Linked DNA regions of Oryctolagus cuniculus: region 2 is linked to region 1. The links are chromatin contacts, called in public Hi-C maps. All regions are on one chromosome and are shown on one strand. Each heading gives the region's core, a stretch centred on a gene start, on an enhancer-like site or on the middle of the called end of the contact. The rest is flanking DNA. Distances are from core to core; before and after follow the strand shown.

The links. A called contact is a pair of places that touch in the nucleus more often than the background predicts.
Region 2: a contact with region 1 is called in a Hi-C map of an unstated tissue, with 2.8 times the contacts expected there. The contact joins two enhancer-like sites. A contact is called at or near these places in 3 of 6 Hi-C or Micro-C datasets (ear pinna, skin fibroblasts and an unstated tissue).

Annotation. Positions count from the first base shown.
Region 1 is chr21:6,355,164-6,361,542 of mOryCun1.1, forward strand. No RefSeq gene overlaps it. Among named protein-coding and RNA genes, the nearest start is that of VPS37B, 4.3 kb to the right of the region's middle. Within about 2 kb of position 3,163, at least 2 of the 8 cell types and tissues checked have an H3K27ac peak or open chromatin away from gene starts, as enhancers often do.
Region 2 is chr21:6,388,189-6,394,355 of mOryCun1.1, forward strand. VPS37B (VPS37B subunit of ESCRT-I) reads left to right here. Exons shown (of 4, transcript XM_070066120.1): 2 at 5,197-5,368. Among named protein-coding and RNA genes, the nearest start is that of HIP1R, 28 kb to the right of the region's middle. Within about 2 kb of position 4,668, at least 1 of the 8 cell types and tissues checked has an H3K27ac peak or open chromatin away from gene starts, as enhancers often do.

The DNA.
Region 1 (6,379 bases), core at 1,913-4,412:
ACAGAACCAGCCCCAAGGTGTGTGGTTTTGTGTTTTTTTTTTTTTTCTTTTTTTTTTTTTTTACAGGCAGAGTGGACAGTGAGAGAGAGAGACAGAGAGAAAGATCTTCCTTTGCCGTTGGTTCACCCTCCAATGGCCGCAGCGGCCAGCGCACCGTGCTGATCTGATGGCAGGAGCCAGGTGCTTCTCCTGGTCTCCCATGGGGTGTAGGGCCCAAGCACTTGGGCCATCCTCCACTGCACTCCCTGGCCACAGCAGAGAGCTGGCCTGGAAGAGGGGTAACTGGGACAGAATCCGGTGCCCCGACTGGGACTAGAACCGGGTGTGCCGGCGCCGCAAGGCGGAGGATTAGCCTACTGAGCTGCGGCGCCGGCCGGTTTTTTTTTTTTTTTTTTTTTTTTTTAAATAAGTTAAAATAACTTCCTCCAAAAGTGTGTGTTTAAGTCGCTCAGTCTGTGGCAGTTACAGCTGCCAAGGAGAGAGAGGCAGAGGAACCCCTATGGAAGAGTCATCGAAGGGAAGCAGGGGCATCTGCAGGGTCCTTTGTCCATTCAGAAGGAGAAAGTGAGCTGGGCAGGCTTCCGGGGCGCCGCAGATAGGAGCTGGGGGGGGGGGAGGTGGGAGGCAGCTGGAGCAAGCACGTGCCCAGCCCCCGCAAGACAAGCCCAAGGTGTCAGTGAAACACTCGCGACTTCACACATTTTCTGCCTAAGAGGAGACATGCAAAGTTCACAGTGATGAGAATGCGCCAGATTTAGTGCCTGAACTCACACCTCCTGCTGAGGCGTCTTCACTTGGGAAGACGAGAAAGTGCATGAAATGAAAAAAGAAAAGAAAACCACCAGAAGTATCCTCAGAACCAACAGAGGACAAGTACAGTGAGGCATGTCTCAGATGTTCGGGGGGCCATTGTGGGTCAGATAGTATTAAGGAGTCACCCTGATTTCTCTTTTTAGCTTGATTTCAAAATGACACACTCAGGGGCTGGTGCTGTGGTGTAAAACCGCCGCTTGTACTCCCAGCATCCCATATGGGTACCAGTTCGAGTCCCGGCTGCTCCACTTCTGATCCAGCTCTCTGCTACGGCCTGGAAAAGCAGTAGAAGATGGCCCAGGTCCTTGGGCCCCTGAATTGTGTGGGAGACCTGTTAGAGGCTCCTGGCTCCTGGCTTCGGATGGGCCCAACTCCAGCCATTGCGACCATCTGGGGAGGGAACCAGCAAATGGAAGACCTCTCTCTCTCTCTCTCTTTCTGCTTTTCCTCCTCTCTCTCTGTAACTCTTTCAGATAAATAAACCTTAAAAAAATACTCAGTGGAATTAGTGTGAGATCCTTGTGCTTTAAAACAAAAGGGAGAGAAGCAGACCCATCCGCGTCTCACATGTAGGTCGACTGGCCAAGCACTCGGGCCGTCCTCTGCTGCCTTCCCAGGCGCGTTGGCAGGGAACTGGATCAGAAGCGGAGCAGCCAGGACCGGGATCCGGGCTCAGAGAGAGGATGCTGGCGTTCCAAGCGGTGGCCTAACCCGCTGCACCACGATGCCTGCTCCTCCGTGAACTTTCTGAAGTCCCCTTGTACGCGCAGATGTGTAACATGCGTGTTTGTCACATGTAACATGTGTTAGAGATGCATCATGCGTGTTTGTCAGGGCACACTGTGTGGACGAGGAACCTACCTGCACAGAGGGACTCAGGACCTGAAGGAAGCCGCTTAGGCTGGTCCCACGTGGCAGCTACAGAGCAGCAAGCGCCCCTCCACCGACGCGGAGGAGAGTGAGCCGCAAACAGGGCCAGCCAGATACAGACAAACTCTAGAAAGATGAGCACGGCATCGCTCACTGTGGACCATCAGATTTGCTTCTAACGTTTCGGTTCATAAACTGGGACTTCTATTTTGACAGTTTTTCTTTTTTTTTTTTTTTTTTTTTCTTTTTTTTTTTTTTTTGACAGGCAGAGTGGACAGTGAGAGAGAGAGACAGAGAGAAAGGTCTTCCTTTGCCGTTGGTTCACCCTCCAATGGCCGCCGCGGCCAGCGCGATGCGGCCGGCGCACCGCGCTGATCCGATGGCAGGAGCCAGGAGCCAGGTGCTTTTCCTGGTCTCCCATGGGGTGCAGGGCCCAAGCACCTGGGCCATCCTCCACTGCACTCCCGGGCCACAGCAGAGGGCTGGCCTGGAAGAGGGGCAACCGGGACAGAATCCAGCGCCCCGACCGGGACTAGAACCCGGTGTGCCGGCGCCGCTAGGCGGAGGATTAGCCTAGTGAGCCGCGGCGCCGGCTAGTTTTTCTTTTTAAGAAATAATTTGTTTCTGTTTTTATTGGAAAGGCAGGGAGACAGAATGAGAGACACAAATCTTCCATCTACTGGTTTACTCCCCAAATGCCCGCCAACAACCTGGACTGGATCAGGCCGAAGCCAGGAGCCTGGAACTCCGTGCAGGTCTCCCACAGGAGTGGCAGGGGCCCAGGGACGTGAGCCGTCACCTCTGCCTCCCCCCTGTATTAGCAGGGAGTTGATCAGCAGTCGGAACTCCAACCAGGCCCTCCGATGCGGATGCCGGCGTAGCAAGTGGCGATCTAACTGCTGCTCTAAACTCCTGCCGGATGTTTTATATGGTAAATATGTTTCTTCACTGTATTTTTTTTAAAGAATTTGTCACGGCATGTGTTGCCCGTTGTTGGTTAAGCCACCACTTGTGCTGCCAACATCCCACACCACAGCGCCGGTTTGGGTCTGGCTACCCCACTTCTGACCCAGCTTCTTGCTTGGGCCCCTGCCACTGATACGGGAGACCAGGCGGAGTTTCTGGCCCCGGCTTCAGTACCGGCCCAGACCTGGCTGTTGTGGCCGTCTGGGGATTGAACCAGGAGACAGGAGAGCTCTCTTTCTATCTCTCTGCATCTCTTCATGTCATTTTGCCTTTCAAATAAATAAACCTTAAAAAAACAGAATTTTTCAGTTTGTATTTTGTTGTATGATGTGTACCAGATCTGCCAGGGGGGAGGGGTAACACCATGAATCCATCACCCAGTTAAGAAATGAGAGCTGCAAATCAGTTTAGAACTAAAAAAAAATCCAAAACCACACCCCACCCACACACCCACACCCCTTTAGAGATCCTTTCTAAAAATACCGTGCTGAGAGTTTCAGTTTCCCACCTCTCTCTAGAGACTTTACAAACGCGGTGCCTGGAAACCGTGTCTCAGCCCCCTGCACACGGGTGATCCAGCCCTAGCGCTGCAACCACGCGCGGGTGTTAGATTCTCTCCTCCGCGTTGCCCAGGCGGTGAGCGACTCTCAGAGCTGAATTAATCTCTCGCTGCGTGAACGCATGCTCTTGTCTCAGGACAGACTGCGCGTTCCTCCGCGGCTTAGCTGCTGTGTCAAAGCCAAACAGGCAAGACAGCGCGAGGTCACTCTCCACAGGCCACTCTGTGAGGAGAACAAGGCTTGACCGCAGCTAGGGGCCTCTCCCGGGTGACCAGAGCCAGGGGACTTCGGGGAAGCGCAAGTTCAGAATCCTGCAGATTTTCTTAAAAAAAAAAAAAATTATTTACTTTTTGAGAGGTAGACTTACAGACAGCGAGAGGGAGAGACAGAGAGAAAGGTCTTCCTTCGGTTGGTTCACTCCCCAAAAGGTTGCAACGGCCGGAGCTGCGCCGATCCGAATGGTGTGATGATCATGTATGTATGCGACAGAGAACAAATGTGACACCAGCACACTGCCACATGTGTATTCACGTATGTCTGTGTACATGTAGGGTGGAAGAAAGGACGTTTTCCGTGTACAAACATACAATTTCAAACTAATAAACCAACAAGAATATATCTCAAAAACTCCATGTTGATTCTTCAAAAGCAAGTGGCAGGTATGTTGTGCTGTTTTGAGGAAGTTTACAGACACACACACACGGGGAGGTAATGCACTAGCGCCGTAGCTAGCCTCTGGAGCCGAAGGGAAGTGGGCTTGAAGAGGAGGAACGCGCGGAGGCTCACTTCCCCCCGATGTCCCTCCATCGGGCGCGCACCGCAGTGTTTGTTACGTATTCTCTGTTCCGTCTCTCTCCTGCGTTTGAAATCGTTCATTAAACCAAGCCCAATGGGAGCAAAAGATAAACAAGAGAAGAGAAAAAAATCCGAACTCCATAAAAGTCAAACCTCAAGTCAAAATAACCAGTCCCAACATCCTCTATTTTTAGTTTAGTTTTTTTTAAGATTTATTTATTTATTTGAAAGTCAGAGTTACACAGAGAGAGGAGAGGCAGAGAGAGAGAGAGAGAGAGAGGCAGAGGCAGAGTGAGAGAGGTCTTCCATCCGCTGGTCACTCCCCAGATGGCTGCAACGGCCGAAGCTGTGCCGATCCAAAGCCAGGAACCAGGAGCTTCTTCCAGGTCTCTCATGTGGGTGCAGGGGCCCAAGGACTTGGGCCATCTTCCACTGCTTTCCCAGGCCATAGCAGAGAGCTAGATCGAAGTGGAGTAGCAGGCACTTGAACTGGTGCCCATATGGGATGCCAGCATTGGAGGTGGCAGCTTTACCTGCCACACCGTAGTGCTATCACCCTTAATAATTTTTAAAATGCTTTTCTGTATTTGTATACCTCCTCTTACCCTCCAAAGCAGACCTCTAGCTAAGTGATCTTTTTTCTTCTTGATGACGAGCTTGTAGGTCATCTCGGGAATCCAGGGGTGAGTACATGACCGTGACTATGCTGGTGACATCGGGCCGCGAGGGCGTGGCTGCTCCACCTGACACACGGCCGGGAGTCATTCCTGCCGTGCCTGCCCATGCTACAGCCAGCCTTTCATGAAGTCATACTGGAACCATTCATGAACTCCACCGCCAGCATCCATCAGAGACGAGGAATTTTAATCCCAAGGGGAGGTTTTTAAGGGTCAGCTATGAGAAGGTTATTTACTTTTTTTTTTTTGATGTGTGCTTCCCAAACAATTCCTGATATTGTGTAACTGGAGAGTCATTGCTGCGACGGCGACAATGCTCCCATTGAGACGGGGTCCTGGCACGCACGCACACTGCCCTTGAGTCACCGGAGCGGGATCTCAGGTAATCGACAGGTACTCCTAGCAGACAGAGGTGCCTAGAGACGCACACAGCAGCCAAGCAGGAAAAGGGGGGACGAGACGCAGTTCACGCGGGTGTTAGGCCCACAGGCCGGCGCCAGCGCGAGGCAGCCTGCACGGTCGTCCTCTTCTCTCTCAGCCACGTCTAAGAGCGGGGCGAAGCTTGCACAACACAGGAGATGGGGTGAGGCCCGCGCTGTCGACACAGGAAGTGGCATGTGACACCGTGGCCGTGGCCCACAGCAGGACGGCGCCAGGCGGGGCTGAGAGCCGTGCTGGGCCCAGGTGACCACACTGGAAGCCGGCCGGGAATGTGCTGGCTCTCAGCACTTCCTCCCTCCGGGTTCTGGAACCCTCTCACCGCTAACCTTGCTTTCCCCCGTGTGGGGCCTGAGGAGCCTGTGGGGACCGCTCAGGTCTCAGAGCTGTCAATTTCCTGGAAACACTGCCGCTGATGCCAATTTGTCGGGCTCATTTCCTGGCGGGGAGAAGGCAAAACACAAAGTCCACCGACGTCACCCAGGCTACGAAGACAACTTCCTAGCTACCCCTCCCGCTTACCGAGTCCTCTAGAAGCAGTCTTTTTTTTTTTTTTTTTAAGATTTAATTATTTATTTGAACATCAGAGTTACACAGAGAGAGAAGGAGAGGCAGAGAGAGAGAGAGAGAGAGAGAGGTCTTCCATCCACTGGTTCACTCCTCAATTGGCCGCAATGGCAGGAGCTGCACCAATCCAGTCAGGAGCCAGGAGCCAGGTGCTTCTCCTGGTCTCCCATGTGGGTGCAGGGCCCAAGCACTTGGGCCATCTTCTACTGCTTTCCCAGTCCATAGCAGAGAGCTGGATTGGAAGAGGAGCAGCCAGGACTCGAACCGGCGCCCATATGGGATGCCGGCACTGCAGGCGGCGGCTTTACCCGCTACGCCACAGTGCCAGCCCCTAGAAGGGGCTTCTTGTCCAGACATTACAGGTGGAAGGGAAGACGGCCACAGCAGAGGCAGAGCAACACCCACACGCGCGTGCGCGCGCGCGCGCACACACACACACACACACACACACACACACACACACACACACACGAGACAGTTCCCGTGTGCTGGTCACTCCCGGGGCGGGCCAGGCCAGGAGCAGGAGACACCCAGGTCTCCCAGGTGGGCGGCAGGAACCCAGTTCCTAGAATCTTCACCGGCTGCCTCCCAGGCTCCGCTCAGGCAGAAAGCTGGCGCCAGGAGCAGCCGGGACCCAGACCCAGGCAGGGGAGTGGGGCGGGAGCGTGGTCACCGCTGGCCACACACTCGCTC
Region 2 (6,167 bases), core at 3,418-5,917, 35 kb after region 1:
AGTAAAGCTACCACCTGCAGTGCCGGCATCCCATGGGGCACTGGTTCAAGTCCCGGCTGCTCCACTTCCAATCTAGCTCTCTGCTATGATCTGGGAAAGCAGTAGGAGATGGCCTGAGTGCTCGGGCCCCTGCATCCGCGTAGGAGACCCAGAGGAAGCTCCTGGCTTCAAATCAGCCCAGCTTTTGCCATTGCAGCCATTTGAGGAATGAACCAGTGGATGAAAGACCTCTCTGCCCTCTCCCTCTCCCTCTCTTTTCCTCTCTTTTCCTCTCTCTTCCTCTCTCTTCCTCTCTCTTCCTCTCTCTTCCTCTCCCTTCCTCTCCCTTTCTCTCTCTTTCTCTCTCTCTCCCTCTCCCTCTCTTCTGTCTTCTCTCTTCTGCCTCTGCCTCTCAGTAACTCTGCCTTTCAAATAAATAAATCTTAAAAAAAAAAACAAACCCTATGATAGCTGAAAGCAGAGAGAGACGTGTGCAAATCACACCATTCAGGAAATTGCTGCTGGGGCCCATGCTGTGGTGTAGCGGGTAAAGCCGCCGTCAGCAGTGCCAGCATCCCATGTGGGTGCCAGTTTGAGTCCTGGCTGCTCCACTTCCGATCCAGCTCTCTGCTGTGGCCTGGGAAAGCAGTAGAAGATGGCCTAAATCCGTGGGCCCCTGCACCCATGTGGGAGACCCGGAAGAAGCTCCTGGCTCCCGGCTTCAGACTGTCCCAGCTCTGGCCGTTGCGGCCATCTGGGGAGTGAAGCATTGGAAGGAAGATTCTCTCTACAACTCTGCCTTTCAAATAAATTAATTTTAAAAAAATCTGTTGCACAAATGGCAATTATAGTTCATTATAATTTATTATACATTTCAAAATTGCTAAGAGAATAAATTCCAAATGTCTTACAACAAAAGACATGATGTGAGATGACAAATATGTTTAAAAAAAGAGAAATTGCTGTTAACTTTAGGTTAACAGTCCTAACACACCAACATGGGCAGAAGCAACGTCAGAGAAAACCAGAAAGGGAAGTGAAACTGAGCACATTTATACACGTGTGTCTTCACCAGAAGGAAGTGGTCCTGAATGGTTTCGCCGTGGCTTTAGAGAAAGAGTTGTGAGAAATACGGGGCGGTTGGCCACCCTCTTGGCCACCCTCTTTTCCACGGGAGGTTGCTGTTTGAGCCTCCTACGAAAATGAGGACATCAGCAATTTACGATTCATTGTTTTCACACTGATGGGCCCTAAAGCAATGCCTGGCGCTCTCTAAGCATGCTCAGGTCTGCTCTCTAAGCATGCTCAGGTCTGTCGTCCGGATCCAATCGCTGGCGTCCAGGCCGGGTAGTGGCCGCCCCTCGGGCCTTGCCCCGCGGTGTTCTCTTCCCAAGGAGGAGCCTTTGTTTTGCCAGTGAGCAGGGCTGGAGTTCCCTCCCCTCCGTTCCCAGCTGGGACGTGAAGGGGCCGGCAGAGGGGGGTCTGTCCCACACGGCGTCCAGGATGAGTATGGAGGAGCTGTCTCCCCAGAGGCCCAAGGGAGTGCCCCCGACCTGGGTCCCTGCTGTTGCCCACTTGCAGGTTGTGCTCTGGGTGGCCTCTTAGTTGTGCCTGCACTTACTCCGGTTCATCTGAACACTCGGGTACTAGTCACCGCCAGTTTAACGGTCGTTGGATTTTTATTTGGCCCTTTGCTGGTGGTGCCCGTGTGATCCAGTATAAATGAGTGGCTTCCTCACACGTGGGCCGAGTGGCCTTGACTCGCACCCGTGGAGTTGGTGCTTTCGGGGCAGCGATGTGTTGGGGTCTCCTGGGAGCCTTGAGAAGGGGGTGTGGGCCTCGCCTAGAAGGTCCGGCCTGGTAGCTGGTCAGCGTGGGTGTCAGGCTCTGGACACCCCTAGCCCACTTCAGAAGGTGGTTGTGGGGCGGGCACGCCAGGTGGCGCTGGGGATGCTGCTTGCGATGCCTGCAGCCCAGGTCGGAGTGCCAGGGCTCGTGTCCTGACAGCACTCCTCGTCCCGGCGTCTGGCTTGCACCCTGGGGGGCACGAGCGACGGCTTAAGGCATCGGTCCCTGCTGTCCACGTCCAAGACCTGGTTGAGTTCCCGTCTGGCCCCGCTCCTGCTGCTGTTGTGGACATCTGGGGAATGAACCAGCAAATCGATTGCTGTGTCTCCCTCTCTGCCTTTCAAATAAAAGAAGTTTAAAAAAATTAGGGCGGTGACTGATATACAAAGTTGAGAACCATTGCTATGCGATAGTCTTTACCATCATGCTGGAATCGAAACATTTAACTCTGCCTTCCCCTGGGTCGCCTCGGAGACCGGCACTGACTGCTGCCTGAGCTTAGGACTTTGGGGGAAATTCTACCCAGTGTGAGACCCCCACAGACTCAGAACCCACCTGCCGCATAAAGGATTTGGGGTACAGTAATACTGCTTAGCAAACACATCCCTTTTCTCTTTTTAAGATTTATTTATTTATTTGAAAGAGAGGCAGAGGCAGAGTGAGAGAGGTGTTCCATCTGCTGGCCCCAGATGGCTGCAATGGCTGGAGCTGGGAGCTTCTTCCAGGTCTCCCACGCGGGTGCAGGGGCCCAAGGACTTGGGCCATCCTCCACTGCTTTCCCAGGCCACACTGAGAGCTGGGTCGGAAGAGGAGCAGCTGGTACTTGAACCGACACCCTATGGGATCTGGCACTGCAAGCGGCGGCTTTACCCGCTGCACCACAGCGCCGGCGCCCGCAGATCCCTTTGCTTTAGTCTACACGTGACTTGCGTTTCTTTAGAAGCAGCCTCTCAGATGGATTCCGCACACCCTCACTGATCTGTGCTCGGTGTGCCAGGGACAGCAAGTGTGTGGTTCGCATTTCCCTGGAGAAGACAGGCGGTGAGCAGGCGAACGTTTAATCCCACCGATGGCAGCTGGCGCCACAAAGGAGTGCGTGCCACGGGAACTGGGTTAGAGGGTGGCCGGGAGGGCAGAGGGAAGAGAGACTGAGCTCCAGGTACGCGTTCTCTAAGAACGGAGCGGGAAGTGAGCGTGCTCAGGAACACAGTCCCTTTATACCAGGTGGTTTATTCGAGACTAACTCGGGGCTTGGCTGAGTGTTAACTGAGCAAAGAACTGATCGCAGTCAGAGGGGCGGGGTTCTCAGAGCCGTGGTCTGCGGGCCGAGACCTGGGTTCCAGTCTGTGGGCTGTGAGCGTGAACACCCTGCCCATCCATCTGCAGAGCCCGGAAGGAGGGAGAGCTCTCTGCACATGGTGGCTTGTCCATCTTTCTGAGACCTGCAGTTGTCAGAAATGGATCGGAGAGGGCCTGTGCCCCGCTGCCGGTCCCCGCTGGTGGCAGCTGGTGCAGTCCCGGACACTGTGGAGTCAGGGTTGGCATGCTGACGGCATCCTCCTGAGGTGGCCCACTGCTCCCCACCGCCTCCCCCGGCGCTCACGTGTTCTCCATTTTGTAATTCTGTTGTTTCAAGATCCTTGTGCGTTGGGGATGGTGGGGTAGTGGTCCTATGGGGTTGTCTTGTTTCTTCATTGTAACAGATCCCTGGAGCTTTATCCGTGACTGGGGTCAGCGGTTAGCTCGCTTCGTGGTGTGGATGGAATGTTTAACCAGTCACCTGTTGGCTCATAATCTGGGTTGCTTCAAGATTTTGGCTGTTAGAAATAGTGCTGCTACAAATACAAGCAGGTTTTTGTGGGAACGTAAATTCCTTTCTCTGGAATAAGTGCCGGGGACGACAGTTTCTGGGTCACATGGTTACTCTGCGATTCCTTTTACAAGAAGGTGCCACGTCTTTCCAGAGTGACTGCACAATGGTGTATTTTTGTTTGTTCTTTTAATTGGCCATGACAATTGGAGGAAAAGCCCCCCCTCCGCGTGCCGGGAGATGGGGGCGGAGCCTCACCTGCCTGCCCAGAGCCAGCTACGCTAGGTCTCTCCAGATCGGGGCTGTGCTGGCTCTGAGCAGCAGGAAGGAACCAGGCGCATTTCTGCTGCCCTGGCTTTGGGGACACTCCCACCTGTTACTCCGTAGTGTTGAACGGGTGTGTGTTTTTCCATTGTTACCAAACCGCTTGCAGTTTTCAGCCCATCTTTCGCGTCTGGGAGCTGCAGGTCGCGTGTCTGCGGGGTAGAGAGAGCCCTGGGGGGTAGTCGGGGTGTCCTGGTGGAGGCACTGAGCGGGGCTTCTCCTGTTCTCTCTGCGCTGTGAGGGTGCTGGGAACTGTGCAAGAAGAGGAATGCATGGGTGTGATGGGCCGGGAACCCATACCCAGACTCGGAAGGAAGGAAGGAAGGAAGGAAGGAAGGAGCAGCTAAAACAGACTCCTGCGTGCTAGCAAATGGGAGGACTGGGGGGCGGGGAGGAAGAGCCCCTTAAGGGGAAACACAGACCCTGAGCGAGGGCACCTGTGCTGCTGGGACTTGGCCGGGCAGGGCCGGGGTCACGGTCACGGGGCAGTGAGAAGAGTTCATGTTTTCTAACTTCCTCTAACTATGAGGGGTTTTCAAAAAGTTCTTGAAAAATACCAGTTATAGACAAACTATGCATAGATTTAAAATATTTCTTGCACCGAGATCAACTTTTCCGTGAACTGTTTAGCCCAGACTCCTTGGCTAGGTTTTGTTTCTCGCCTTCTGAACGAGGTCTGAGCAGGTGGGCCTCTTTACCACCCAGTAGTCTGTTGGGGCCTGAAAGGCAGTGTGGAGCCCCTGTTGGGCAAAGTATTCCCCCAGCCCCGCCCCAGCTTTGGTTCCGATTTGCTCACGGGCCGGGGCCGGGAGCTGGGAAGACCCAGAAGTGCTGGGCTGGGGGGCGGGATGATGCGAGAGCCAGGCTCCAGTCAGCACGCTCTTTCCCAGGGCCTCTGAGGCGGCGTGTTTGATCGCTGGGTCTGATCCCAGAGCCTGCGTTAGCCACCCTCGCTGATGAAAGTGATTCTGAAGCTTGCTTTGTCGTGGCAGAAACTTGTCTTACAAACATTGAGCCCCGAGTCCCTACAGCTCCTGGAGGAGCCACGGCAGTGAAAGCTCCCACGGAGTCCCAGGGCGCCCGACCTGGGAGCCTGCTGGAAAGGAAGCGGCCCTGCTGAGCACGCGCAGGGGGTGGGGGGTGGAGTCTGGGCAGGGAAGTCCGTGCCGGGCTCCTGGGGACTGGGGGCGAGCTCATGCACTGGGGGGTCTCATCAGCCTGTGTGTTCCTCGCAGACGCAGACTGTCCAGCTCAACAAAGAAATGACGCTCGCCAGCAACCGGAGCCTGGCAGAGGGAAACCTTCTGTACCAGCCCCAGCTGGACGCCCGGAAAGCGTGTTTGACCCAGAAATACCAGGAGCTGCAGGTTCTCTTTGAAGCCTATCAGATAAAGAAGACTAAATTAGGTAACTTGGACAGGGCGAGCTTTCGAGACTAGAGCCGAGAAGACCGGAAGCTGCTGCCCGGGGAGGGGAGCCGGTTAGGGACACTGTGGGGTTGAGATGGGGCCGCTGCCCGGGGAGTTTGTGTTCAGAGTTGTTGTTCCTGAAAAGTGACTTCAGCACGGGTTAAATTCAAGACTGACGCCTTGGGGTCGGCACCGTGGCTCACTAGGTTAATCCTCTGCCTGCGGCGCCGGCATCCCATATGGGCACCGGGTTCTAGTCCCGGCTGCTCCTCTTCCAGTCCAGCTCTCTGCTGTGGCCCGGGAGTGCAGTGGAGGATGGCCCAAGTCCTTGGGCCCTGCACCTGCATGGGAGACCAGGAGGAAGCGCCTGGCTCCTGGCTTCGGATCAGCACAGCGCGCTGGCTATAGCGGCCACTTCGGGGGTGAACCAACGGAAGGAAGACCTTTCTCTCTGTGTCTCTCTCACTGTCTAACTCTGCCTGCCCCCCCCCCCACCAAAAAAAAAGACACGCGAAAAAGGCAGTTTTCTGAATTGTGATTTTCAGTAAATGCTTCGTCCTTTGGCTCTCGGCGTGCACAGTGAAACAGTGGTCCTCGCACTGGAACGTTTTGATGTCCCACCTCAGTAGGAATTTGGTGGTGTTGAGAGTCCCGGATGCTTTTGAGAACTTCTTTAAAGAGACGTTCAGGTTAAGAGGAGCTGGGTTAAAACCCTCCCCTTCAGGAATGTTTACATTCTGACACTGGTTTTGCAGTCTCCTCATTGAATCCCTAACTTGAGAAAAAATTCATAATAA